Linked DNA regions of Mus musculus: regions 1, 2, 3, 4, 5 and 7 are each linked to region 6. The links are chromatin contacts, called in public Hi-C and promoter capture Hi-C maps. All regions are on one chromosome and are shown on one strand. The core of a region is the stretch at or near the end of the contact, and the rest is flanking DNA. Distances in the headings are between cores, read along the strand shown. Region 1 holds the start of Etv3 (ets variant 3). Region 2 overlaps Fbxw7 (F-box and WD-40 domain protein 7). Region 3 holds the start of Fbxw7 (F-box and WD-40 domain protein 7). Region 4 overlaps Fbxw7 (F-box and WD-40 domain protein 7). Region 5 has its middle 27 kb from the start of Tmem154. Region 6 holds the start of Rps3a1 (ribosomal protein S3A1). Region 7 holds the start of Fcrl1 (Fc receptor-like 1).

Evidence for each region. Promoter capture Hi-C pulls out the DNA fragments that hold promoters and counts their contacts. Hi-C and Micro-C count contacts between places; a contact is called where the count stands out from the background. Capture Hi-C pulls out chosen DNA fragments and counts their contacts.
Region 1: a Hi-C map of CD8 T cells shows a contact between it and region 6, with 6 times the contacts expected there. The contact joins the promoter of Etv3 here to the promoter of Rps3a1 in region 6. A contact is called at or near these places in 1 of 484 Hi-C or Micro-C datasets (CD8 T cells), 1 of 115 datasets of contacts at active chromatin or transcription factors (the SCID.adh cell line) and 1 of 9 other capture datasets (liver).
Region 2: a promoter capture Hi-C map of hippocampal neurons shows a contact between it and region 6, with 6 times the contacts expected there. The contact joins the enhancer-like site here to the promoter of Rps3a1 in region 6. A contact is called at or near these places in 8 of 39 promoter capture datasets (the 3T3-L1 cell line, 3T3-L1-derived adipocytes, the C10 cell line and 4 more), 3 of 115 datasets of contacts at active chromatin or transcription factors (embryonic forebrain, forebrain and large pre-B cells) and 2 of 9 other capture datasets (adipose tissue and liver).
Region 3: a contact with region 6 is called in a promoter capture Hi-C map of adipose tissue, with 8 times the contacts expected there. The contact joins the promoter of Fbxw7 here to the promoter of Rps3a1 in region 6. A contact is called at or near these places in 11 of 39 promoter capture datasets (the 3T3-L1 cell line, the C10 cell line, cranial neural crest and 7 more), 4 of 484 Hi-C or Micro-C datasets (B cells, CD4 T cells, CD8 T cells and 1 more), 7 of 115 datasets of contacts at active chromatin or transcription factors (astrocytes, double positive thymocytes, embryonic forebrain and 4 more) and 2 of 9 other capture datasets (adipose tissue and liver).
Region 4: a contact with region 6 is called in a promoter capture Hi-C map of liver, with 3 times the contacts expected there. The contact joins the enhancer-like site here to the promoter of Rps3a1 in region 6. A contact is called at or near these places in 7 of 39 promoter capture datasets (3T3-L1-derived adipocytes, the C10 cell line, the HPC-7 cell line and 4 more), 4 of 115 datasets of contacts at active chromatin or transcription factors (T-cell acute lymphoblastic leukemia, astrocytes, embryonic forebrain and 1 more) and 2 of 9 other capture datasets (adipose tissue and liver).
Region 5: a contact with region 6 is called in a promoter capture Hi-C map of liver, with 4 times the contacts expected there. The contact joins the enhancer-like site here to the promoter of Rps3a1 in region 6. A contact is called at or near these places in 6 of 39 promoter capture datasets (embryonic stem cells, frontonasal cranial neural crest, hippocampal neurons and 2 more), 3 of 115 datasets of contacts at active chromatin or transcription factors (embryonic limb bud, embryonic stem cells and forebrain) and 1 of 9 other capture datasets (adipose tissue).
Region 7: a contact with region 6 is called in a Hi-C map of B cells, with 8 read pairs. The contact joins the promoter of Fcrl1 here to the promoter of Rps3a1 in region 6. A contact is called at or near these places in 1 of 39 promoter capture datasets (pre-B cells) and 1 of 484 Hi-C or Micro-C datasets (B cells).

What each region holds. Positions count from the first base shown.
Region 1 is chr3:87,524,248-87,528,022 of GRCm38.p6, forward strand. It overlaps Etv3 (ets variant 3), which reads left to right and starts at 1,331. Exons shown (of 5, transcript NM_001083318.2): 1 at 1,331-1,412; 2 at 3,011-3,069; 3 at 3,623-3,775. The coding sequence starts at 3,024.
Region 2 is chr3:84,837,230-84,841,216 of GRCm38.p6, forward strand. All of the region lies in intron 1 of Fbxw7 (F-box and WD-40 domain protein 7), which reads left to right. Among named protein-coding and RNA genes, the nearest start is that of Fbxw7, 24 kb to the left of the region's middle. Within about 2 kb of position 2,507, at least 12 of the 459 cell types and tissues checked have an H3K27ac peak or open chromatin away from gene starts, as enhancers often do.
Region 3 is chr3:84,814,225-84,818,119 of GRCm38.p6, forward strand. Fbxw7 (F-box and WD-40 domain protein 7) reads left to right here and starts at 1,353. Exons shown (of 14, transcript NM_001177773.1): 1 at 1,353-1,545. It overlaps Gm35486 (predicted gene, 35486), which reads right to left and starts at 209. Exons shown (of 1, transcript NR_165832.1): 1 at 1-209.
Region 4 is chr3:84,865,290-84,869,121 of GRCm38.p6, forward strand. The region is part of intron 3 of Fbxw7 (F-box and WD-40 domain protein 7); the gene reads left to right. The region is part of intron 1 of Gm40080 (a long non-coding RNA gene); the gene reads right to left. Among named protein-coding and RNA genes, the nearest start is that of Gm40080, 11 kb to the right of the region's middle. Within about 2 kb of position 1,817, at least 22 of the 459 cell types and tissues checked have an H3K27ac peak or open chromatin away from gene starts, as enhancers often do. A contact at or near this core is called in the HPC-7 cell line and liver, where this site is marked.
Region 5 is chr3:84,637,427-84,641,190 of GRCm38.p6, forward strand. No RefSeq gene overlaps it. Among named protein-coding and RNA genes, the nearest start is that of Tmem154, 27 kb to the right of the region's middle. Within about 2 kb of position 2,500, at least 51 of the 459 cell types and tissues checked have an H3K27ac peak or open chromatin away from gene starts, as enhancers often do. A contact at or near this core is called in embryonic stem cells and liver, where this site is marked.
Region 6 is chr3:86,141,122-86,144,747 of GRCm38.p6, forward strand. Rps3a1 (ribosomal protein S3A1) reads right to left here and starts at 1,547. Exons shown (of 6, transcript NM_016959.4): 1 at 1,387-1,547; 2 at 577-680; 3 at 118-305. The coding sequence starts at 1,448.
Region 7 is chr3:87,375,025-87,378,779 of GRCm38.p6, forward strand. It overlaps Fcrl1 (Fc receptor-like 1), which reads left to right and starts at 1,363. Exons shown (of 10, transcript NM_178165.4): 1 at 1,363-1,501. The coding sequence starts at 1,471. Gm31940 (a long non-coding RNA gene) reads right to left here and starts at 2,579. Exons shown (of 3, transcript XR_867410.3): 1 at 2,063-2,579; 2 at 1,036-1,120.

The DNA.
Region 1 (3,775 bases), core at 81-2,580, 1.4 Mb after region 6:
CCAACCATAAAATTATTTCCGTTCCTACTTCATAACTGTAATTTTGCTACTGTTATGAATTGCAATGTAAATAGGTTTAGACATAGGGGCTTACTAAAGGGGGTCAACCCACAGGTCGAGAACTGCTGATTCGGCTAAACCCTAGCATTTGTTCTGTAGACCCAAACATAGAAAATGGTGTTCTAGACTGGACAGAAGATGGAAACCATTATAAAGCAATTTCTATGCTCAGAGTGCTCATATTTCTAATCCTCTCAATGGTATTTAAATTTTGTTCATTTTACTGACTTTCAAACTAGAAGGGGCGGGAAAACTAGACCTCACCAACACTAGTCCTTCCTTTTTAAGCAGGTAAGGTAACCTTAGGCCATACTGAGTACTGAACTTATCTCAAGACCTCAAGAACTATCAATTATTAGTCTTGCATTGTGACACATATCTTTAATCCCAACAAGTGTGAGGCAGAGGCAGGCAGATCTCTGTGAGTTCGAGGCCAACCTGGGTCTCTACATAGTGCTTTCTAGGGCAGTCAGAGATACATTGTCAAGACCTCTGGCAAAACAAACAAAACAGTAGTAGAAGCCAGAAGGCCAGTTGTGGTAGTATATACCTATAATCCTACACACACAAGTACAGCATGAGATAATTACAAATTCATTGGCCAGTCTGGGAAGGGAGGTGCTAATAGGCATATCCAAAGCTAGAAGCCAACCTTTGATACAAATCATGGTAAGACTTCCATGTTCTGTGTCGTTCCCAGGAGGGAAAGGTTGTGATTGCATAAAGTTGTTGCTACGCACTCGTGCACTCGATGAAGACTTCAATTCTGCCTCTCATCTTCGCCTTCCCCCACTTTTCACCACTTTTCACTCTCATCCACTTAACCTTTACTGGTCCCAACACTGCCTCTGGAGGGAAACTAGGGCTGGGAACCATTTGGAATTACGGAAGCTGATTTCACATCCCTTATCACTAACTCTTGAACAAAATTTGTCTGGGACAAAATTGTAATTGCTTAATCGGGAACAAAAGGCAAAGGGAAAGGGAGGGGGGAGCGGTGTTTGAATGGCAAAGTCGTGCACGCTGTAACACTTGGACGAGGCAGATCAGGACTAAAAATGGAACAGTGCAAGGCAAGGCCAACTTCGCACGTGCCTCTGAAGCTCCTGTGCTCCTGTCAGCGCGGAAGAGCCTTCCTTCTGCAGAGGGTTCCAGCCCCGCGGCCTCCGAGCCACGGAGGGGCACCGGTACCTTCTGGGCGGAAGCCGTGCCGCTCACGACACCGCCCCCTCCCACCCTGGCCCAGAGTGGAAGTGACGAAAGCCGCCGCGGAGTCACTTCCTTCTGGGTGGATGAGGAGGAGCCCGAGCTGCCGCGGAGGAGCCCGAGTGGAGACGGACGGCGCCGGAGAGGTGAGACTGGTGGCGTCGGCGGTCGCGGCCCGCGCGGGCAGGACGGAAGGGACGCGGATGAGGGCGGCCGTGGAAGCCGCTGCGGACCAGCGGGAGCGGCGAGCCCCGCCGCAGGCCGGGAGGGTGACCGAGCGCCCTGGGGGAGTCGCGAACACCTGCAGACGCGCCTGCGGGCTCCGAGGGGCTGGATGGGCACATCGGGGGCCGGAGGATCGAGGAGAGGGTGCCCGGCTCGGGCGTCGGCCAGCGCGAGCCCACGGACACCAGGCTGAAGGGTGTTCTGGAGCAGGGAAAGGGCCCTGCGATCCGACAGCGCAGGGTAGGAGTTAGTCCCGGACAGTGTCCCAGAGCCTTGGAGAAATCGGTGTCTCTTCAACCCCATCATCACGGAAATGGGAGAGGAAGCTCTGCCCAGCCCTGGTGCCTTGTTACTTGTGTATATCCTGTGTGTGCCACTGTCTGTCTGTTGCCTCTTTCCTTGAGCCATTTGTCAGCTCCTGGATCCCGAGGGTTGTCATGGACTGAAACTTACTGTTCTCCTTAGTGTATTTGTCGTCAACGAAAATGCAGAACACCTAGAGGAATTCTAGGTTAGATGAAATTTCCAAGATTAGGAATTTGTCCCACCCCACCCTGGGGCCTCTGAAGCACCTGCAGTTGCTCCAGACCTGCTCTGGTTGGTGCCGGGGGCTGTCCACCCTGCAGGGTAATGAGAGTAAGTCAGGTCTCTCCTCCTCCGTCATTCCCGGTCAGTTTCACCCTCTCCTCCTATTCGCTGAAGGACTGACACAAAGCTGTCTGCTGCTGGGAACGGGAAATTTATTGAGGAACTATAAATCTGCATGGAATGAATTCAGATCCTAGCAAGATGCCTTCCTCCACCGGCCAGGCGATCTGAAGTACCTACTTTACCCTTTTTATTTCCCTGTTAAGTAGATGGCATAACATTTTTTTTCACAAAATTTTAGGAAAGTGACATGTTTCTTGTATGGAGTGGCTGTACACAGGACATGTTTACTTTCTGTATCTCAGAATACTGTTGGAAGGTGAGCCCAGTTTCTGACTGGAAGATGTCCTTCTCACACAATTCAAGAAATACGTAGGATCGGATGTTCCTTTTTGAATAGGGGATTTGGATTTTTTTTTTTCTCCCACTTCTTAAGTTGGTGTGTCTGGGTGAATTCAGGCTTGTGTATCTTGGCATCTGGGCTTGTCTACCAACAGAAAACAAACTGTGTGGCTTGCTTTTGCTGCCGTTTTGGACTTCTTTCACTGTTCCCTTCCCTCTCTTATGTCGGAGGGTCGGTTGGTCACAAGGAAGAAAGCAGATATTAAGGACAGTGTTTACACTTTGCGGCTAAGGTCAGGTGAGAGATAATTATGGCTTTTGAGGTGGATGACCCAAGGACCATCATTTGAGGACATGAGGATTACTAGTTTAGAGGTGACATGTTTGAAAGGTTAAAGAAGGCTTTGAAACGAAGTAAAGGCAACAAGAAGGATGTTGGGGGGGGGGAACTGTGACCCTCCCCCCCAAAAAAGCCTTAATTAGATAATTCATAACATCTCAAAATAGTAGTGTGACTTGTCTCTCTCAGCAGGAGGGCGAAAATGAAAGCAGGCTGTAGCATCGTGGAAAAGCCAGAAGGAGGTGGAGGTGAGCAGAAGTTCGTCATCGTCGCTGATAGATCTGGAATGTCCCTTGGTGCTTCCTGTTCTCCCTACTTGGGCTTAGTTGACAAATGCTAGACCACGACCGAAGGTCTCACAGCTGTCTAGATCTTGGTAGAGTGGCTGTAGGCCTGTTTCCTATGAATAAGCATATAGCTTTCGCACCCTACACACGTTTACTGCACGTTTTCGTGTCTGGGGATAAGGTGCCTTCTGCCATATGTCCCTAAAACATTAGTTTATCTTTCTTCTTTGTTCCTTTTTGACCTATCGTGTCAAATAGGTAATCTACATGGAAAGGTCACGAATTAGGGTATATAGGCACTGCTGCCCAACTTGTGTTAGATATCAGTGATTGCCACAAGTATGGGTAATTTCTCCATCCTTTCCTCTCCTCTTCGTGCTGAGCCTAGCTGACTGGAAGGGTGTGTTTGCCAAGTACTCTAGAGACTGTGAGCCGTGGAATGTGGAGGTGGGGGTACTGGCATGTTTGTACCTAACTCCTAGCTACTTTGATCTTGCCCTCTTTCCCACACAAGGGTATCAGTTTCCGGATTGGGCCTACAAAGCCGAGTCGTCGCCGGGCTCCCGGCAGATCCAGCTGTGGCACTTCATCCTGGAACTGCTGCAGAAGGAAGAGTTCCGCCATGTCATCGCCTGGCAGCAGGGAGAGTACGGGGAGTTTGTCATCA
Region 2 (3,987 bases), core at 1,257-3,756, 1.3 Mb before region 6:
CATTTAAGAATGGATACAAGTTTGTCATGGTGTAGAAGGCATGGCAGCAGGAACTTGGGGTGTCTGGTTGTGCCATGTAACCTAGAGGGCTTTGCATTTTATTGAGCAGGGGGTCCTGCATATCTGGGCCTGTCTGGCTGCTTCATAGGGTAGCAGGCACACTGTTGCTGACTACTGCCACCTTTGCAGAGCTGTAGAAGGGTTGTGTTAACTCACTGAGTGTGTCCTAGTTTCCTTCTACCTCTTGCACTGTTAGGATGATGTTCCACATTGTAAGTAATTTCTGCCTCAGAAAGCAGCTCCAGCAGTCACTAAAGGAGGACTCCCAGTTGCTATGAGAACCTTAGGCAACGACTATGTAACAGAATGTCTCACCCTAAAAAACTAAAAAAGAAGATTTATTACTTATTTGTGTGCCTGTGAATGCCAGGAGAGGGTATCCAGTCTCCTGGAACTGGAATGGTTGTGAGCCACCTGATGTGAGTGTTGGGATTTGAACTCAGGTCCTGTGGAAGAGCACAAGGGCTCTCAACAGCGGAGCTATCTTCTCAGCCTCAGCAGTTCTTTTGATGCCACTTTTCCTTCTGCTACCCAGGAAGCAGTGATTGCTCAAGTTCACCTCAAACTGTGTAAAACGCATTACCTGTTTATTGTCTCTGTGCGTGTGTTTTCTCTGGGCCAGAGTCTAACTCCGAACCACTCACGAGTCACATTTATTTGCTGCTGTATTAGCAACTTCCTATTGCTGTGATAAAACACCACAGCAACTGACTGAAAAGTGTTTGTTTGGGCTCAGAGTTCCAGAGCATAGGGTTTCCTTCACAGTCATGGTGGGGCAGCATGGCAGCAGGCAGGCGTGGCTGCTGCAGTTGGAGCTTTTATAACTTGGGCCACAAGCATGAGACAGAAAGTGGCCTGAGGATGGTGTGAGTTTTTTAAGCCCCAGAATCCCGCCCCCAGAGACATAACTTCTTTTAACAAAGCCACAACTCACTTCCCCAAACAGTACCAGCAACTGGGACCAGGTATCTAAAAAGCTGAGAATATGGGGGACATTTCATTCGAATCACCAGTGTCCTTAATTTTCTTCAGTCTGAAACATTTCTAAAATTCTTGCCTTTTATTATTACTTTGGAAAAGTACTGGTTGTGTTGAATACCTCCAGTTTTTGTTTAATGTTTTGGTGACAATTGTTGGGTAAGAGTACTACAGAAATGCTGTTGTGACTCTTACTGGATGGCACACAGTGTCAGTATGCCCATTCATCTGGTGAGACCAGCACTGGTAAGCTGATGTTAGGCTTTGTACCAGTTGCATGCTAACCTTGCAATTAAGTGTCCTATGGGGAAGGTATCTTGTGATTATGTTAATTACCTTATTTTCATCATGCTTTTAGTTTCTAATTTCAAATTCTGGTGATAATTTGTATCTGAATGAATATTATTACTTTGGTGTTTGGCCAGTGTTATTTTCTGTTTCTTTTCTTTCTTCTGTAAGGAAGAGCTATCTCCTCTGAGGTATGTACTTTAAGTGTATCAAAATAGACTCATGAATATTTTCTCTATCCTGTAGACTCAGATTTTATTCTCTGGATTTCATCTATTTCTTTCTCTTCCTTTGGTGCTTTGGTCATCTGAGGTTTGGTCCTCAGGACTCTCTCAATCTTTCATCTTGTCTCAATCACTTTTTGAGGACAGATTATAGCAGCAGCATCAGTTGTCCCAGGCTTATCTTGTCCCTTTTTTTCTTCCCTAGCCTTCAATTTGGCCATCTCACCAAGGAGTTATTTGTTTATTTTTACTGTGGGTTGAGTTTTTTCCATTTTTTTCTCCATTAGCATCTTTAAAAACGTTTGTGTTAGAATGACTTTGGATGGCACAGACATATGACCCTGCTGTAGGAATACTAGTGCATAGCCAGTGGTTGTCTTGTGATAGACTTTGTCTCCCAGCAGGTTCACTCATTTAGTCATGGATGAGTTTTACACCTTAACATTGCTCACATGTTACTCCATGGAAACAACTGATATTTTTCTTTGGTTTTGTTCTGTGTTTGGTAATAACAATTTAAAAAGCTCTTCTAAAAGTTTCCTTCTAATATCACATAGTATAGAAATGTTTATAGCTCTTTATTTATCTTTATTTATTTATTTATTTATTTATGATGTTATGATAGTTTCAGTTTTTCAATAAAGTTTAAACTGCTTCTACGTTCTTCTAGTTCACTTCCATGTCAGAGATGGCTTACTCTCTAGAATACATTTGTCTGTCTGTCTGTCTGTCTGTCTGTCTGTCTGCTTGCCTGCCTGCCTTTGTGTGTGGTTTGGGATGGTGTGAGCTATATTTATATGATGCATGCACATGAGTATGCAGGTGTATATGCCTGTGCACGGGTATGTGGAAGTTGGAGGAAGTCTTTGAGTGCCTCCCTTTTTGGCTCTTTGCGGTATTATGTTGACCCAAGGTCTCTCCGTAAGCCAAAAGTTTGGCATTCCAGCTAGGCTGACTGGCTAGTAAGCTCCTGCTTCCTCCTTCCAGTGGTCTAGCTGAGGTCCTCATGTTTGCACAGCAAGTGTTCTTTCTGTGAGCCGGCTCCCAAGTCCTGCAGTGCATTTTACATCAGGCTTCACAGTGCCTACAGTAGATTTCATTTTTCGTCCTGCTGCTTTGGTTTTTAAAGCAATGTTTGTTCTCAATTTATTTCCTATCTCTGTTGTAAACTGCAGCTTGAAATTTGCAACGCCTGGAAAGTTGGAAACAAGGAAAACATCATGGAGCATGGTTTATAAGCTACAGCTTCCCAGACATTGTGCTTTTAGCTAAGCAAGGCATTAACTAGTGCCCCCTTGTACTTGGGCTGTGTCAGTTTGCTTCACAAAATTCATCCATACTTCCCATTAATTTATCCCAGTTTTATTTCTAAGTATTTTCCCATGGTCAGCCATGGCAGAGTCAACCTCAACTCCGAATGGGCACAAACACACAGATGTTCCTGGCTGCAGCCAGAGAGTAGTGTACTTGCTCACTTCTCCAGGCGTTCTTGATGTGTTCTGAAGCTGGAGGAGTACTGATGCATTTCCTAGTGACTGCTTCAGACCGCACTGGGAACAGGCGTGCCAGCTCATGCTCTCTGTCTGTTGAAAGCAGCTCTTAAGTTTCTGCATCAGTCTGCTGTTTTTCAGCTGTTTCTTGTCATTTTTTTTGCAGCTGATTTGCTTAATAATTCTAATTAGCTTTTGTTTATGGGTTTATGTTAAAAAGTATAAATTTTGATTGTTGATTGTGTTATGGAAATTAAATTTCATCATTAGTGTCTATACTTGGGTAGCTAGCTCACACTAAACTTGACTTTTGGATGCTTCAGTTCAGTGTGTTCATATGCAGTGAGATATGAGAAAGTAAACACTTTTTTTGTTGTTGTTGAATATTGAAACACATTTTGTTTAGTTTAGAGTTAATGGTGGGTTAATTTCTACGAAATTCTTTTACTATTCATCCAGTGAGGAGAGAGCACAAGATCTTTAAATGACTTGTATTTTGTTTTCATTCCCACAGACTGGGTAGGATCACTATTGTATTGTATTGGCACATACACGCTGGACAGCTGGTGAACTGTATCCCCAATCTTTCATAGGCTGTCTCAGAAAACTGAGCACGAGCATTTTCAATGTGTGTCATACAGGGACTAAAGCTACAAGAGAAATATTGCTTTCTTCTTAGATATTTCTAGCATAGAACACTTGGTTTGATAAACCTAATTTTTAGTTTGCTATTTTTTGACATATATGAAAAATTAGTAAGGTCCATGTCATTATCAGTAGTTATTACTTGGTTATTACCATTTTGGTTTTTTTGACACAGGGTCTGTGTGTAGCTGGTGATGGCATCCAACTCACAATCCTGCTTTAGCTTGTTGAGTGCTGGAATCACAATCCTGTGTCACCATGAAGGGCTTATTTTAATTTTTTAAAAAGCAGCATCTTGACAG
Region 3 (3,895 bases), core at 103-2,602, 1.3 Mb before region 6:
GGCGACAGAGCTCCCTCTCCGCGCCGCCCTAGGGTCAGGGGTAAGATCAGGCGGTAGCTTAGGCTCGCCTGGGCTCCTCCCCTTCCTCTCTTCAGTTCTGACGCGGCCGTAGAGGCGGCGGCGGCAGCGGCGGCGGTAGCAGCAGCAGCAGCAGCAGCAGCAGCAGTCCCGCGGCCCGAGGCGCACCCACCCGCTCGCAGATCGCGACTTCCTCTTCCCTTGGTGCGTCATCAGAACGCGCCGCAGCCTCCCAGGGCGGGGTGGCTGGAGATGGGGAGAAGAGGCCCGGAGAGGAAGGCGCAGAGAGGAAGGGGAAGGGAGGGGGAGGAGAGCGGTTGCTAGGCGACTTACGTCATCGCTGGGCGCCACTCTCCTCCCGCCCCTCTGTGGAGTGAGGCGAGAGCCCCGCACAGAGCGAGAGAGAGACAGAAGCTGAGCTTCGGGCGCTGCCGCCGCCGCCGGGGAGAGCGTGAGAGCGAGTGAGTGAGCGAGCATCCGAGAGACCCGGCATCCGTGCACTGGCCGCCGCCAAGACCTTTGCCGCAGCCCGGGCCATCGGGAGCCGCGGCCGCCGTCGGCTCCCCCCCTTACATTCCCGGCCGGCAGCGGCTGCTGCACACGCCGAAGCCGGAGCCCCAGCCGGAGCCGGAGCCGGAGCCCGAGCCCGAGCCCGAGCCGGAGCCCGCGGCCGGGGGGCAGGGAGGCGGCTGCCGCGGGTCGGGACTCGTAGCTGCTCAGCCGGGAGAGGACGCCCGCGAGGGGCTGGGCTTTCTGCCTCGTCCCGGACTGTGGGACGAAGGACCCCCCGAGGTGTAGGGAGGGGGTCCCGGCCGCCGCGACACATGCGGGAGCCGGGAGCGGGGGCGGCGCCGATCCGAGCCCGCCGGGTCCCCAGCCTTGCCGCTGTCCACACCAGCCGCCCGGGGCCGTAGCATCCCATAGCGGAGTGTATGAACCCCGGCCCCCAGCCCAGGAGCCACCTCCGGGCCGGGGGGGCGGGGACCCCGATGTGAAACGGCCGCGGCGGCGTGGTGAGCGGCCCCGGCGCCGCTGTCCTCTCCTTCCCCTCCCCTCCCCTCCACCCCCTCTGGGGGGGCTTCTCTTTGGGCCTGCCGCCGCACCCCGGCTCCTCGGCGGGACTCCAGGAGTTCTCGGCGCCCCCTCCCCGCCCCAGCCCCCCAGGGCGGTGGGGCCGGGGGGGAACCTGGGGGGCCGGCTGCAGCCTCCGCCCAGAGGAAACTTTACCCAAACAAAATCTTCGAGCTTTCTGATCGTGACTGTCCCGGGACAAGTGGCCCAGGACGGGCTGAAGCCACCACAGTCTGCAGGGACCCAGGAAGAGAAAAAGCGGTGAGCGAGCGGGGCCGCCACCGCCGCCTCTATCCCAGCAGCGCGGAAGAGACCCGGGTAGCTGCTTGGTGGAGCGACGCTAGCACCGCTTCTTCCTCAGTTCCGCGCCTAGCCAGCCTTCCGCAGCTGCCCGCCTCAGCCCGAAGGAGGAAGGGAGCCAGCCACATTGTCAGCGCCACCGCTCGACTCTGAAGCGTGAGTGGACCCGGGGGAGGGGGACATTATAAGGTGACAAGTGGGAGCGGGTGGGTGCTTTGATGCTGGAGTTCGGCTGTTCCTCGGGAGGGTTGGCAGTGGAAACCTTTCCTTTCTACCAATAGGAGAAAGTGTCAGTTTGCAGGAGTAATGCAAGTACTCGGAGTTTTTTCTTAGAGCAGCTGTGTCTCCAGAGTGGACACTTGCACCTTTTTGGACACTAAACTGAGAAAGCCTATGGCCAGCTCTGTCCCATGCCTTTTCCTGGCAACCTTATTCTGGCAGTGGTTTTTGTTTCAGGGAAACTCCCATGGATTCCCACGTGGGAATCACTTGAATCAACCCTTAATTTTTTTTTTTCCTTTCCTAACTATTGTTTTTGAAGTTGCCTTGGATGGGAAGACCAGATTTCATTTTAGTGCATAGGGGAGTTTGGTGCCCCCAACGCTTTATTTCCCAGGTCTACAGAGTCCGATGTGTAGGGTGCTTGCATGTTTCAGTTGGCTCAGGAAAATCCGAGTTCCTAAGATGCACAACCCACTGAAACTTATTTCAGGGAGAGCACTTAATAAATTACCATTTCGTAAAAGTTGCTGCAGCGCTCTCTCTCTCTCTCTCTCTCTCTCTCTCTCTCTCTCTGTGTTGAGGGAGAGAGGGAGTAATATGTTTTAAGTGGTAGCACATTTTTACTAGGTTTCTACTAGGGACTGGAAGGGCATGCATGCAGCTGTTTTTATTTGGCTCTACTTGTCGACCTTGAGACTTTATACTCTTTTAGGAAAACATTTAGCACTCTGAGTGTTAAATTAGAGGTATAGAAAAGTAATGCTCACATATGTAGGTTAAGCTGACCATCCTAAGGCTTAACGTACTGTAGGATTTCATGTAGCAAGGAACATAGGTAGTAGTTTAAGACTGGAATTCTGGTCTATCCAGACAGCTAAATGTGGGCAGAATAAAGATGCTCTGTAGAAATGACTAGAAACTTGGGAGTATCAATTTATCTACCCATCCATCCATCTTAATTTCTCCATTGAGGGTCATGATTAAATTTGTTTGAAAGTTTTTCACATTTCATGTTTGGGACCTGTTCTCCCCTCCTCTTTTTAAATAATGAACCTCCAAGTTTATCATTCTGCATTATATAGCAATGTATTTCTCTTTGACCAGCCTTCTCAATCTTTCAGGATACAGTTTGTTTGAGGAATGCTAAAACACTGTGAATTTACCTTACCTTGCTTTTATAGATTTTGTTTAATCTCTACTATCATCTGTCCCAACTTTTCTTTTCTTCAAGACTGTTTTTCTATGTTACCTTGGCTGTCCTGGAACTATCTCTGTATATCAGGCTGGCCTAGTGTTCACAGATATGCACCTGCCTCTGCCTCCTGAGTGCTGACTGGGATTAAAAGGTATGTGCCCTGACTGCCAGCCACGTCACAGCTTTTTTGAGTAGCTCCCTCCCCCAACCCTCATTTCTTTGGATAACTTTGCCCTCTTTTTGGATCTCCTAGCCTTTTTTTTTTTTTTTTTTTTTTGTTAGATACTTTGTTCTTCATATGATTTCATGAGACACTTTAAATTTTGCTTAAGTGGGAATTAGTATGAAAATATTGAATGGTAAATTTAACTTTAGATTTAGAATAAAACGTGTTTTTGGATCTGCTAACCTTACTTTGCTACCCTGATAAAGTCATATATTCCAGTTTTGAAAAAGATGATATTTGAGAAACTTAGACTTTAATAGTTTGCTTCTTGGAAAGGAGGAGAGTGGTACTTTGAGTTTGTACTGCATCTAATCAGAGGACCTGCTTTGTGTGTAAATTGGTTTTAAATTATGGAAGTACTTTACTGAATGTAGTAATAACAAGACATTTGCTATTTTCAGTCTTTTGAGGGTGACAGAGACAACCAACTACAAATTGCACAAAACTTTAGGAAAGGTTGAACTGGTGGGAAGGCTCTGTGGGTAAAGCTGCTTGTTGCAAGTCTAAGGACGTGGAGTCTGTCTAATGCCCAGAACCACAGGTGGACAGAGAAACTAACCATACAGAGTTGTTCTCTGACCTGTGTCGTATGTGTGGACATGTGGTGGTAGTACAGTTGTAGTAGTAGTAGCAGTAGTAGTAGCAGTAGTAGTAGCAGTAGTAGTAGTAGTAGTAGTAGTAGTAGTAGTAGTAGTGTAGTAGCAGTAAAAAGAAATACATTTCTTAAAAATGTAGGAAAGGGGACATATATTACCATTATTACTCATAAGATCACTCTGTGTCAGGGAATGCAGTTGCACATTTTTATTAGGGAAATACTGATTTTGGATGACCCAGGAATAATTGGAGTGTCTGAGCCAAAT
Region 4 (3,832 bases), core at 567-3,066, 1.3 Mb before region 6:
ATCCTCTGTACTGATTTCCATAGTACTTATACCAGCTTATATGTATACTAACAGTGTTGAAAGCATTCCTTTTTACTAGTGAAAAAAATTCAAAAGGATTAAGTGTTTTATAAAATGGGATAAGTGCTGAGATATCCAATAATCAAGTACCGTGGTATAGTTTATGGTTGTTTTTAATATAACCACACAAAAATGTTTTGTTTTGTTTTTCATTCGCTAAAGGAGTGTCTCTAGATATATGAAGTGGGAAAAACATCTGTATTTGAAACAGTCAGTTTTCAACCAAAAGATATTTCTATAGCAATTATAGCACATGCTTACATGAGCAGCAGTTACAGTATTCTGTTTAGCATACACCTGCAATTTGTAGCATATTCAGGAACAACTAATAGAGCAAAGATGCCTGTGAAGATTTCCACTCTGTGTGCCTTGTGGTGGCTCATCTCTGGAGTATATCACACAGAAGGGGCTAGTTTGGCCCTCTCCTAAACATGAACCAGCTGTCATCATTGTAGGCTTTTGGAGCATATCTCATCCTAAATGTATTTGTGACAGTTTTATTGTCTTACAGTTTACACACCAGAAAACGTCACACTTGTGTACTTTCCAGGATTCTGAGTCTGTCAGCTATGCACTCCTCACAGCCACTCAGGCGTAGGGGGCTTTCCTTACTGTCTAACCTCATCTCCCTCTCTTGGCAACAAGTAATGGGCTTTCTGCTCGAGAGTTTGCCTGTTTTGGTTATTTATAAAAATGCACCACTTAGTATTTGTTCTTTTGTGCTTCATTCACTTAGCACAGTATTTTTAGCATCATATGATATGTGTCATATCAGTACTTAATTCATTTTTATGACTTGGTATTCCTTTGTATCCCACATGTTACTTATCCTTTCATCAGTTGATAGAGCTGCTTTTTTGGTTGTTAGTAATGTGTATTGTGAACTAGTGTGGATATATATTTTCACTTCTTTTGAGCATGTGTGAATGGGGAGGGGTTGAGAATTAATCCTTTGTGTTTCTTTTCAAGTAGTGGTCAAAATAGCAATACACTGGGGTCCTAGTCTCCACATCCGCATGGGCAGCCATGTGTGTATTTTAGTCTTCCTGGTTGGTGTGAAAGGACACTTCATTGTGGGTGCTTACTGGCCGTTTGTTGTCTCTGAAGAAAGAGCCATTCAAGTATTTTGCTCATTTTCCAGAGCAAATACTTTTAATTTTGAATTGTGATCATTTTTTTTACGTGTTATGAGTAGTAGATGTTTATTCAGTATGAGAGTTCCAAGTATTTTCTTCTTTTCTATGGATTATCCTTTTAGTTTGAAAAAAAAAGTCATTGGAAGAAATGACCCATTTTATCAGATGGGTTTCTCTGTAGCCCTGGCTGTCCTGGAACTCACTCTGTAGACCAGGCTGGCCTCGACCTCAGAGATCTAACTGCTCTGCCTCCTGAATGCTGGGTTTAAAGGTCGTGACACCATTGCCTGGCAGAATGAAGTGAAAGGTTTTAATCTTGATAGAGCTCAGCTTTCATTTTGCTTTGCGTGTGGCACAAAGTTACACGTTCATTTTAAAATAAGTCATTATTGATAGTTTAGGTCTGTAATAGGCTTCACCCTAAGTCCATAAAGAACACTGGCATTTCTTGTATCTGACGGCCAGAGCACAAAGGGAAGGATTTCTACTGTATTTGTCTTTCAGTTCCCCATGCATTTGTTTCTTATGTTTGACTCTGTGATTACTCAATACCCGACCCTACCTGCCCTTGGGGGTTGGAGGTTAGGTAGTAAAGAGTCAACAACACAGGCTCCAGGAGCAGGTGAGAAACACCGCAGCAAGCTCTTCTGAAAACTGCTGCAAGCTCCTTTAATACCCTCTACACACACATGCCCATTGGTCCCAAGAACAGCAGTTCCTGACTGGCTGGCACTGTCTGCATCAATCCTTGCTCTCTCAGGCAGTCCGCACTTAGGTCCTCCTGCAGGATATGCTTTTGCGGCTCCTTGCCCCCTCCCGGCATTTACATAAAGGTGACCCCGCTGGTCCTGCTACAGTTCCTATATGAGATTGGTTTATTTATATTAGTCTGTGTTGTATATGATAGCTCCCCCTCCACCTGAGATGAGACAGGGTCTTGTGCATCTCTGGCAGATCCTGGAGATCTCTGCTTCCTAAGTACTGGGGTTTTTGAAGTTTTCTTTGCATGCCTTTGGTTTCTGTTCTGGAAAGAAAATAGATTCATAGGAGACTTATCTTTGTTACTTTTTGGCTGAGAATGTTCTTCTGATTTGGCATGTGGCCAGAAGCTTTCTGAGAGCCTCACAGAACACAAAGCTGATAGAAGAAGTGCTGGGAAGAAGCTCTGAGGCAAGATGGCATCAGAGGATGTGAGCCATGTATCTGAGTACAGTCTCTGCCCAGTTCTTTCACTGACTACCATAAACTACTCAGGTGCCAGGGTATCAGGCTGATAAATAGGAAGGCGTGGCTCAAAGGTGAAGGAGCTGAGCACAGGCAGTAGCTACATGCTGCAAAGGACAGTTTGGTGTTCCCATTCACAACACTAAAACCACAAGTTCCTCTGAAAGATTATAGCAAAGTCCAGATAGACTCTTACATTGTTTACATAAGGAATTCTGTTTTCAAAGGGCTCAAGAAGAATACTTAGGAGTGAATAGATAAAGCATAGAGGCACTTTAAAGATGCAGGAGAGAGTTTTAGGGCTGTCTGGAAGGAGAGTTAATTAAGTAACAAAACAAGTGTTTAGCAGTGAGGAGAGTCAATTAGCTTAGAGTAATAAAAGCCATCAACTGGAAGGATGGGAGGATGAAGAGTCCAAGTCAGAGGCCTGCGAGAGGATTGCTAGCCTGTGATGGCACAGGACCATAAATAATGGCTGCAGACTCAATTCAGGGGGAAGTGTCAGCCTACAAAAGCAGGAAGTTCAGGCAGAATCAACATAAAAGAGTCCACATTTAGCTAAGTAAGTGGTCTAGCTGCTTAGTTGCAGAGAAAATCTTGTAAGCACTAATAGAGAAAGAAGTTATCATGTTGGCTAGTTGAGGAACTAGACATTCAGTGAGCTGAAAGAAAACCTAAAAGATGCGAATTTGTTACCGTAATTTGAAAGTAAAATAAAGACATGTTCAGATAAACACTGGGGTTTTCTATCATCCCACCACACTTATGAACAGTTCTATAGGAAATTGATTGGTTTGAAGGGAAATAGCCCCAGAAGTCATATCGAAGCTAGTAAATACATAATGTACTATATTTTTCTAATTATAAAAAGCTATATGATTTCCTTACTGTAAAAATGACTAACTATAATACTATATTGTTGACTAATGAAAACATTTATCAAATTATACTGTTTCTTTTTGACTAAATTTGGATTTTTTTGTTGTCGTTGAGGATTTTTATTGTGCTTTTGCTTATTTGAATGTATCTCCTGTGAAATGTCTGAGAAATGACCTATTAGACTCTTTAATAAGATATACCATGACAAGTGGATGTTAAATGATATTTAGTCTTTCAACATCTCAAATCTGCTAGGTCTTTAATTTAATTTCAGGTTGTTTAATAGCATATTGTCACTTTGAAATGTGAGAATTTTCTAACAAATCTGACATTGTAATTATTTCAGGTAGGCCATTCAGTTGATTGCATTTACACTGCAGTCCATATGCCTTTCACTGCCTGTATGCAGAACTTTCTCCTTACTCCCGCCAGAAACTCTGTTCCCAGTAAGCAACAATCCCGTAGTTCCTCTTCTTTAAGTGTTATTAGACCGTCTGTCTGAGCCATGAGAGTGCTGTAAATTCTCAACACGA
Region 5 (3,764 bases), core at 1,250-3,749, 1.5 Mb before region 6:
AATAGAAATGCTCTTTCCAGCCGGTGGTGGCACACGCCTTTAATCCCAGCACTTGGGAGGCAGAGGCAGGCAGATTTCTGAGTTCGAGGCCAGTCTGGTCTACAAAGTGAGTTCCAGGACTGCCAATGTTATACAGAAAAACCCTGTCTTGAAAAAAAGAAAAATAGAAAAAAGAAAAAAAAAAAAGAAAAGAAAAAAAGAAATACTCTTTCCCTTTCTCTTTGGCAGAAAGCAGAGAACATCTAGGTGTGCTTTTGCCTGAGTCACTGTGAGCTGGTGCCAGTCTCTCTGGCAGATCTCTGTCTCCTTGTTTCTGTTGATGTGATGGACAAACCAGTAAATGATGAACAAAAGAGTGGGTAGAGAGAAAGGTGAATGGCTGGAGAATTCGGAGCTTCCGTGAAGTCCCCACTCACCCAGGCCCTTCACACACCCCCACCCTCCCAACCCTGAAGCCGAGGAGAGGTGAGGCTGTTTAGCTGCAAACAAGACAATCTGCAACAACTTAAAAGGGGGTTTTCCAAGGAGAGTCGTGTAGGAGAAGGAAAACGGAAAACGCAGAAGTTCCCCCAGGAAATCCTCTGTCTAGAGTGTGGGTACAAAGTGCGCTGGGGCTCGGTAGCAGGCAGCCCTGGGCTGGGCGGGGTGTGTGTGGGCTGCTTTGCTCTCTGGGAGGCTGATGTTCCAGACCAGGAAAACCAGTTTCTGGAGATCTTTGGGTTTGGCTGAGTGCATTAACGAGCCAAAGTATGTTGATTGGGAAAATGGGCATTGGGCCACCAAGTCTTCTCTTCCCGGGGCCTGATGCTCTGACCAGGGGTACTGACTGGGGGGAGGGGGGGGGCACTGACTTCCCACACAGGAGAACACCTCAGGTTTAGGCTATGCTCCAAATCAGGATCCTCCTGACCCAGCTCCCCAGTGCTAGGATTACAGGTGTGCACATCCAGGCACATGGTCCTCGACACTGTCCTGCTGTTCCTGGTCTGGTCATTGCTCCCCCTGCTGTATTGCGGAGAGTGAAACCCAGGGAGGTTGCCTGCAGAGCTGGGGCACCTGCCTTGGGCCCACGGCCTGAGGGAAATGGGTTTAATCGCAGTTAACTGAGTTTGGGTTGGCTACAAGAAGCCCTAGCACCAGGTAACTGCACTTCAGCCATTCGTGCCTTTGAGGGTGCTTTTCTGAGCTTCATCTCCACTACCACATTGCTGGGTGGAGTTCTCAGAACTCTTCTGGTTTGAGAGTCGCCTAATTGACAAATCTAAATTAAAAAAAATTTTTTGATACAATAGGCCTAAGAGGTTTTCCATTTTAAAATATTTATTATTATTGTTATTATTATTATTATTAATTTGTGTGAGGGGTGGGGGTGTGTGCACACGTGCGCCCCACATGGCATGCATGCCCTGGAAGACAGAAAAGGCTGTGTCAGGTTTCTTAGAGCTAGAGTTACTGGTAGCCGTGAGCTGCCTGTTATGGGTGCTGGGAACTGAACTTGGAATCTTTGCAAAACCTGTAGTGCTTACCCACTGAGCCACTGATCAAACTAAGATCTTTCTAACAGCAGGCCTGCAGCTCCATTGCCGCAGAGGGAGGGAGTGACCTTCAGCATCATGAGAACACAGCACAAAGGGCCCTACCCTGTCCTGCCCTGCCCTACCTCACCCCACCCTGCCTCACCCCTGTGGCCTGCATAGTCTCTGCAGGTAGGAAGGACAGTATGGAGTATTAGGGCCTCATGTTTCTGCTCACTTGGCTGTGTAATAGACACAGAGGAGGCCCATGGCTACGCTCCATGGATGACTGCAAGAAACACTTGTTTCCAACGCTACAGACAGAACTTCCTAACCCAGTGCTGGACAGCTTCATCCGAGTGGCTCAGTTTATAATGCAACCTAAATTCACAGATAGGAGCTGCCTCTCTCCCAGGAAATCATGGCTCTCCCTTTGTCTCTAACACAGGCATGGCCAATCCCTGCTTCCTCCCACACTCCTGCCCTCAGAAGTCCACACACCTAACTGGATGACTTGGTGACATTCTGGCCTGCTTTACCAGATGTTTTCAACCTGTAACCAGCAGCCACACTTAGCTTCTTGTGACTGAAGATAGTTATAAATGTAGTTATAAATGTAGCCCACAACACAACGTAATAAATGGACCTAGAACATGAGTTAGTTTCTTCTGTAGTATTTTTGTAACTCATTTCGTGGTTACTGAGCATGAACTTTGTAGAAGATATCGTTGTGTTGCAATGGCAGAAGGTTGGACTTGTCTAGGTCTCCTCTATCACAGCATATTACACTTGAGACAGCCTCAAGCAACATCTAGGTTTCTGTCACCACTGTGCCTCCAACCAGCTACTAACAGAATTCAAAGTGTATCAGGATCGGGGCTGCAGCTCCTCCCCCAACTGTTCCATTCCTCCAGACGGGAGCAAGCAAGGTCATTTCCCCAGGACACAGTGGGCATTCCCTCCCTGGTTGCTTTGGTCACTCTTCCACTGGGCTTGCGCCACTTCCACCACCACCCCCAAGCTCCCAGCAGCTGTCCTTTAGGTGCTGTGAGCACAACCAGCTGCAGGCTGCCTGCTGTCCCCTAAGACATGGGGATTGTTCTTCTAGGATAGGAATGGGGGACACAGGGCAGCTCTCCTCAGGCCCTCCCTTGAGAGAAGGGGTGCCTTGCAAATTACAGGAGATAAACATTCATTTGCATGATTAAATGAATCACCTTATCAAAGGCTCATACCCGGGCATCTGCGATTTCCGAAGGTCCCATTATCAGCTCATTTCCGCCTAGAAAGGTCAATGATAATCTCTTTGGAAGAGAGATTCCCTTAGAGTCAGTCTGCAATATTTAATACTTAACTGCGCCAGCAGCGGGCAAGGCCTTTGGAGGGCTGTCCTGGGATCAGAGTTAAACTGTAGCGTATCTCAAGTTCTCCTTTCTTTCCCTGGGCTCCCACAGGATCAAAATTAGGAAAATAATTAAGAACTCTTCCTAATTACCAGTGTCCTGGCTTCCCTTTCTGCTCAATAATTTCCAGGTCTATCTATAGCACGTTCAGTCTTAGCTGCAGAGCTGTCTTTGCCAAAACCCAATATACAAGATAGAAAAACAGCAGAGGCAGCCGTGATTTTGCCTGCTAGAGTCTTCTAACTTCAGGAGTGTTTGGGGGTTTTCTGGGACCCTGGTTGCTACCAGTAACTACAGGGCATCTCCAGGACAAAGGAAGGCCTGCATTAGCCTGCACTCGGTGGAGTTTTCTAAGCAGTGATTAAATGCCTGTTTAAAATCAATGATTAAGTCATTAGTTAAACAGTTCAGCAGATCATGGTCTGACGTTTAGTAATGACAAATCTTCCTGGACCTCGCTGCGGATGGAAAGGTTTGGATTTCTATCCAAGCTTAGAGAACGGATATCCACCTTTAACAAGATCTGTATCTAGATTGAATGTTAGGGAAGGTTAAGATCTCTTAAAAACAGATTTTAAGAGCCAATGTCATACAAACCAACAAAAAGGACAAAATCTCCTGTCAGCTATTCTTCACTCTGCAGGGACTTGCCTTGTCTCAAGGCACAAAGGGCCTCATCATAAGGCTTCCATCCGTCCACGAGCTCCTCTGGTCCATCTCTTCCTAGAGGCAGCTGGAGTTGAGGCTTAGAGGAGGTGGTGAAAGGGAAGGATGGGGGAGTAGAGGGACTTGTAGCTTAGATTTTTTTTTCAAATCCTATTTTTAATAACGGTTCTTAAATGCTTTA
Region 6 (3,626 bases), core at 297-2,796:
AATGAAATGAAACCAACTTCTCCATTCCATGTTTTGATACTACCTACCAACCAACACACCCATGACACATCTGCACACCCACACCACAGCACTCACACTCGCAGCTTTTGGTCTCACCTGCCACTTCTTGACCATGGAGCACATTTTGTCCCGGGTAAGATCCATACCATGGAAGTTAGTCAGACAGTTTTTGCCCTGAACGTCCTCAGTGATTAGCTTGAATTTTCTAAACGCAACTTCATCATTCTGTAGATCAGCAAGGCTCACTTCAAACACACGACCCTTGAGGCCATCAGAGGCAATTTCTAAAAAAGAACCACAAACCCTGTTAACTTGTTAACCAAACCCACCTTCACACCAGTGGCTTACTGCCAACACCTAAACGTTCTCTTGGACAGCTGTACAAACACTTCATTGCTGCCACATCTGTACTAAGACCAAGCACTCCCAATGCCAGGCCCTCCAACCACTGGGCTGACATTTCAATCCAGCGCCCCATCAGAGTTGACCAAGGCGCCGGTTAATATGCACATGCCACAGCTTAGGAACAAAGCAAAAGGGGCCCACAGTACTCACTGGTTCCTTGAGTCCTCGTGACTAGTGTCTTCCCGATGTTCCTAATATTGAACATGGCTGGAGCTTTCACATCGTACCAGTCTTTCTTAGAAAATGGATCGACCCTGGATGGGAGAAAAATAACCTCAAGTTTCTCTGTAAATTGTAACAACACTCCCGACCACTTTTAAACGCTTCTTATCCTTCAGACTTCTGTTAACAGTTTCCCAGGCACGATCTTGCAATCGGCCTGCACTTAACACGACGGACGTCCTCCCCGTGGGGTGAACGTCTGCGAGGCCGGCTGGTCTGCCAGTGCACAAAGCAGTAAGTTCGAAGCCATGCCTTCCCCACTCCTCCATCACACAGGCAGTACTATATACACACTGCCCTGGAACCTCAGGGACCTGTGACAGTGACTGGTCCGCAACAGCACAAACTGCTGCTAAACAAGTGTCCCGGGTCTCCAGGTCGGTCCCACGAGAGCCCAGCACACAAGTTGACATGGGGTCCCGACATGGACAGCCAGAGTGACTGACGTAGAGCGGTGTTAAAAAGTGCCACGGACTTCCAGCAACCCAGGAGCCCACAGTTCGCGCGCGACACGCGAGCGACTGCTAGAGACGCAGGGCGGAGATCACACGCGGCGCGCGACACCCGGCCGGGTGGCGGAGAGGCGGCCGCCCGGGACGCACCCGCCAGCCGCGCAGCGCAGCACCGCCGCGCAATCCACCCCGCATCCTCACCATCCGCCCCACGCCGCACCCCAGAACCCGCCCACCAACTCCTGCGGAGCCCAACGGCCGGGGACCCGCGCGATCCGCCACTCACACTTTCTTCTTAGCTCCCTTCTTGCCACCTTTCGTCAGGCGCTTGTTCTTGCCGACCGCCATGGTGCCGACCGGAGAGCCAAAAGGGCGGAAGTACAACTCGCGCGAGAACTTAACGCGAGCCGGGCGGGGAGCGCCGTCTACGTGACCCTTGCTCTTTCGCCCTTCCGGCTTTAAGAATCTCGCGACACTAGCTGGCGGCTCGTTTCCCGCCGTGCTGCGACAGCGCCCTCGTGTGTCGGGAGGTCGCGCAGCGGGCCGCGGGCTGGCTAGGCTGTGCATGGGAGCCTGCAGATTGTCAGAGATGCTCAACCCACTTCAGGTTTCTTGTGGTTTCCGTTGCCCCGAGGGTGGGAACTCTCTGTTTCTAATTTTGAGAGTACGTTTCTTCCCTAGACCATGGGCTTTGAATCAGAGATAGCAAATCCATGTTCAAATGGTGATTCCAACAGTACTTAGCCTTCTGACCTCTTTAGCCATCAGTTCCCTCGGGTGTAAAACGGGAATATTCATGTGATCTATTTCAAAACATTAGTGTAATTCAATAAGCATGACTTCGGGCACGCTGTTCACGTGCTGACTACTCTTGGGCTTGGCTGTGTTGTGAACTTTCATGAAAAAAGAGGCTTAGCCGTGTGTGCAATCCCAGAGCTCTGGAGGCAGGAGGACAGCAAGTTGGAGGAGAGCCTGGAGTATATGGTGAGTACTAGCCTGAACTACCTAGCAAGACAGACTGGGAAGGGGAGAGGAGAGAATATATATATACACACACACACATATATACATATGTAACTCTTACACATTTGTAATCACATTTTTTTTTTGTATGACTATGTGTGTGGTCCTGTGCCTCACAGGTCTCTGTGTGGAGGTCAGAGACCTATTCTCAAGAGTTGGTTCTCTTCTTCCACTATGTGGGTATAAGGCTCAGGGAGAGGCTGCCATCCTGCGCACACTGGCCCGCAGCGCTGCCATACAATGTGCCCTGCCTCCTCACTGCCTGAGAGGTCTCTGCAGGTGCCTTTACCAGCTGAGCCATCTCGACAGCCCTGGGTTTTTGGTTGGTTGGTTTTGTTTTTTCTGGGATAGGAGGAGTGTTTGGGTTTTTAGTGGAGTGGGGACTAGAGTGGTGTCCTGGAAAAGCCTCAGCATGCCTGAGACAACGGATTCCATCTCTAGCACCCCAAAAAGGCACAGTCGTGATCAATTGTTGTACCTAACTGCCCACCAATTTTCTTAATGCAAACCACCCCTTCCCCACTTTTAAAAGTGATGTCTTTATTTTTATTTTATATGGTTTGCCTGCATGTTTGTCTGTGTGAAAGTCCCAGATCCCCTGGAACTGGAGTTACAGACAGTTGTGAGCTATCATGTGGGTCCTGGGAATTGAACCTGGGTCCTCTAGAAGAGCAGTCACTACTACTCTTAACCACTAAGCCATTTCTCTACCTCTATCTCCACCCCTCCACATCCCCAAACCCCCACCATAAAAAATGGCTTCCCCATTCTTATGTTAGTATTTTTCAAAACAAGATTCCTCCTGTGTTGTTCGGGCTGACCTCAAATTCACCTTCCTCAAGCCTCCGCCTCCTGGGTGCCGGCATTGCTGACATGCTCTGCCACATCTAGTTCAGAAGATCACAGCCTGGTGACATGTCACCAGCTACCTCAAGGGCAGAACTCTAACATCCTCTCTAGCCAAGGCCAAAAACAAAAAAAATGGTGACCAAATCAGAACCAACTCCCTCTTCACCAGGCTCCCAAGAAGTTTTTAAATGCTTTTTTTCCCCTTCAGATATAAAGATTGATTAGGGTTCAGAAACAAATTGAAAACTTTCTTTAACAAAATTGACTCTGATTTGAGAGGAGGGCTACCGTCATGTTACCCTATATTTGGGAAATGACAGAAATGCCTATTATAAAGATAACATGTACCCAGCTGTCTGAGGCTAAAACAAGAACAGCAAAACCTGTTTAGTTGAAAGGAACTTGTGGAGCCAGGGGTGATGGCACACCCCTGTAATCCTAGCATTCAGAAGGCCAAGACAAGAGTCTCTGAGGGTAGCCTGGGCTACACAGTGAGGCCTTTCTCTGAAGACCTAGGACTGGAAATGTTGCTCTGTGACAGTGTATATTGGTGTGACCAAGGTAACTTGGTTCATCGTCCTTGACCATAAAGAAATGTGTAAATGTGTGTGTGTGTGTGTGTGTGTGTGTGTGTGTGTGTGTGTGTGTTATAAT
Region 7 (3,755 bases), core at 113-2,612, 1.2 Mb after region 6:
TTCCCAAAGGATTTACATGATGGTGACAAAAGGGGTTGGTTCATGTACAAAAGCAATCAGTAGGTTGTTATTAAGAGGGATAAAGATGCCCAAGATAATTTGCCCCTGGATTTGGAACATTCCAACCTCTCCACATCACTGAAGGTCTAGTCAGTCAATCAGCATTTGAGGCACGGTTTCTTTCCAGCAATTCTCATTCACAAGGTGAAGATTGTGATCCCAGGGTGTATGCCGACCCTAGAGTGCAGACAGCAACACCAGTGTGCAGTCTGCAATCCCTGGGTACAAACTCTGACCTCAAGGTGCAGATGGAAACCCCAGAGTGCAGACTGTGACCCCAGGGTGCAGACAGCAACCTCAGAGTGCAGACCGTGATCCCAAGGTGTATGTTGTGGCCCCATGTTTAATAACACACACACACTCACTCACTCAATGTTGAGATGATGCAAATAATGTAGAACAATTACTATGATTGCATTTGTATCAGTTTACCTTTGTCAAAAATCATCTTAATATTAGATGATAAAAGATTCAAGAAATGGGAAAAATAAAATAGTTTATTCCCCTGTAATCCATAATGAGACTCACATACAAGCTTCAGGTGACAGAGAAAGGGTGATATAGATGCTAAAGGAAGCAACAGCAGGAATTGCCTACCCTTGACTGGGGTAAGGGAAGAAGGGTGTCACACAAATACAAGAGTTAGTGATGACGGTGAGCCTTTTCCAGTACACAGAGGCTAATTGGTGCATATCCAAGTCTTCCATTTTATTCCAAACTCTTCCACTCTATGACTTCCTATGACTTTTTAAAAAGTGGCTCATGTCATTTATTGGAACATTGAAATTTTAAACATGGGGAAATATCTATATGAATGGCTGGACCCTATATAAATCAGAATATACAATAGCAGCAGACACGGAACATAACCTGCGAATACTCCCTTCCATTCCTGAGTCAGACACAGAGAGACCACAATAGGAGCTTGTGAGAAAGACAGTGCATTTGATCAGATAGTTAAATAGATATCCTTACCAAAGATGGCAGTGTGTGGTGTGAAATCTGGCAGGACTCAAGCTCAGTGAGACTCTTTAAAGCCTGGATCATCTACTGGAAACCCCTGAGATACATGAATATTCATATTTTAATAATAAAGTATTAATCAAAGTTATAAAATGAAAGCCCGCATCTCCTGATACCCAAAAGCTCCAAGTCATGAAATTGAGTCATGCCATAGGAAGGAGTGTCTTCCATTCTGGGGCCTTCCTGGAGGAAGAACTGAACACTGGACAAGGTTGCTTTGTTGTATTTCTGTAAACTCGTGCTGAAGGTTAACTTCCGACCACGACTTCCTCAAACCTCAGAGAAGCTGAGGGCAGTTATCTGTGACACCTCTGTGAGTAGTCTGGTTTTGCTTTTTTTTCTTTTGGTGAGAGGCACCTTCAAGTTACCATCCCCAGCCTGGTCCTCATGCTACCTTGGCTCCTGCTACTGATCTGTGGTAAGTTAGACAACTTGGAGTGGGGTCTGGGAACGGGGATCTTAAAAAGGATAGAGAATTCGACGACTAAGTTTCTGCCTGGTGATGCTCGTGGATTCATGTAGTCTGTCTCTCTGTCTCTGTCTCGTCTCTCTTTGTGTGTGTGTCTCTGTCTTTCTGTGTGTCTCTGTCTCTCTGTCTCTGTCTCTGTCTCTCTCTCTCTCTCACACACACACACACACTCACAAAATATAGGCAACAACTTGGTCCCTCAGTTCCTTTTTCTTCTATCAACACCACTTCCTTTTATTCACATGAGAACCTTAGTGTATCACCAGCCCTCCTCATTCCCCTGTGGCCACACTCTGGTTTCTCTGGTGTCACACACCAGAATGGCAAGATTATTCCTCCATTATTAATCATTACACTTGGAAGGCTTACTCATCACTGACACGGCACAGACTCTGCAGCTCATCACCACAACATGCCGGCGGATGCTCTTTCAACTCTCTCTCCCTCCTGCACTGCCAGATGATACACTTTAACTGTGTCCAAACAATGGGACTTTAAACAAAGGCTCACCTGGCACCTTATCATCACGTGACGTGGAAACCGAATCGCAGATGTTCTTCGCATCTGTTTTCCCACTCATGCGTGGGAGCCATTGTTTCAGGTCTTCTCGTTTCTCCTCAAACTTAATCCTTTTGGGCCCCATTTTATAACTTTGATTAATAATTTATTTTAGAAGTAATAATGGCAAAAAGAAAATTCTCCATTTTTCTACTCCCATGACTACCAACTACCTGTCTGCCTTCTTCTTGCTCTGTAAATACACCTTGTCATTCATTAACCTTCTCCTCCACTCAAATGTGTCTCCATTCCAACCTGTTCCCATACATGCACAGGCATGCTGGGAGAGCTTCCCTCCTCGTTCCCGCACTGTTTCTCTTTCTCCCTTCACTCTGTGCTGGCTTGGTTCACTCTGTGCTCTGTTCACTCTGCACTGGGACAGGGTTCACTCTGCGCTAGCTTGGCAACTTCACTTTGTCTCACTTCCCTGATTCTTTCTTTAAAACAAAACAAAACAAAACAAAACAAAACAAAACAAAACAAAACAAAACAAAACAAAACAAAACAAAACAAAACAAAACACCTTCATTTTTAGTTACCTGCCTTTCTTAAGCTCTTGAAACCTTTCCCCCAGATGTCAATCAAAGCTGGGAACATTTCTATCATATCAAAGATTGCTTCAAGCTCCCAATCTTGTCCCCTGAGCTCCTCTCGCATTCTTGACCCAGGCAAGTGTTCAATCGTTTCCTTTTTTGGTGAACTCACTTTAATCAACCTTTTATCCCCACCTCTCCCCAACCTCACCCACCACTTCACCTTCGCCTCACACAGAGGTCATTTCCGGTTCCTACTCCTTATCCTCTGGGGGCAGAGCGGTGGATGATCACTCCTGCAGGGTGCTTTTAACTTGGTTTCCAGAATGCTGTTTGTCTGTTTTCTTTCTGCTTCATATCTGCTGCCCTGCTGCTTCTTTGCTGGGTTGAATCTGTACTCAGCATGTTGGCAGCTTGGAACGGATGCCTAGACTTCACCTGTAGTTTCTTCTCCAAACGTACACACCTTTCTCATTTAACGTGACACTTTAAGTCTAAACGTAAGCTTATTTCACCAGCTTTGATTACTTAATAGCCAGTGGCTACCAGGTGGCTACTAGGTGGCAGCCAGGAATCCTAAACAGCTTTGTTTGATCTCTGTCTGTCATTTTGCCAGTACACCAAACTTACCCAATTCCCCCACAAACTATCTATCTCAAGAAATAGTATTACCATTTTTCTGGTTGCTCTGGGAAAAAAAACTTAGAAATAGTGCTTAATAACTCTCTGTGTGTGTGTGTGTGTGTGTGTGTGTGTGTGTGTGTGTGTGTGATGCTCTCTCTGTATGTGTGTGTGTCTCATGCTCTCTCTTCCTCTCCCTTCTTCACTCCCCATCCCTCTTCCTCTCTCTCCATCCCTATCCCTCTCTTCTACTTCGCTCTCCTCTCTGTCCTCCCCCTCCCTCTCCCTCCCTCCCTCCCTTCCTCTCATGCCTCTCTCATGCCCGCCCTCCTCATGGTTGCTGCTCTATGCCAGGAGGGCTCTGAGTGTCCAGACGGTCTGAAGCTTCAATACAACTTATTTCTCTGCTTCATTTTTCATCCAAGCACTATTCTCTGAAACAATGTTCTATTTTTATCAAAAATTAAATTAAATATAATTATATCACCTCC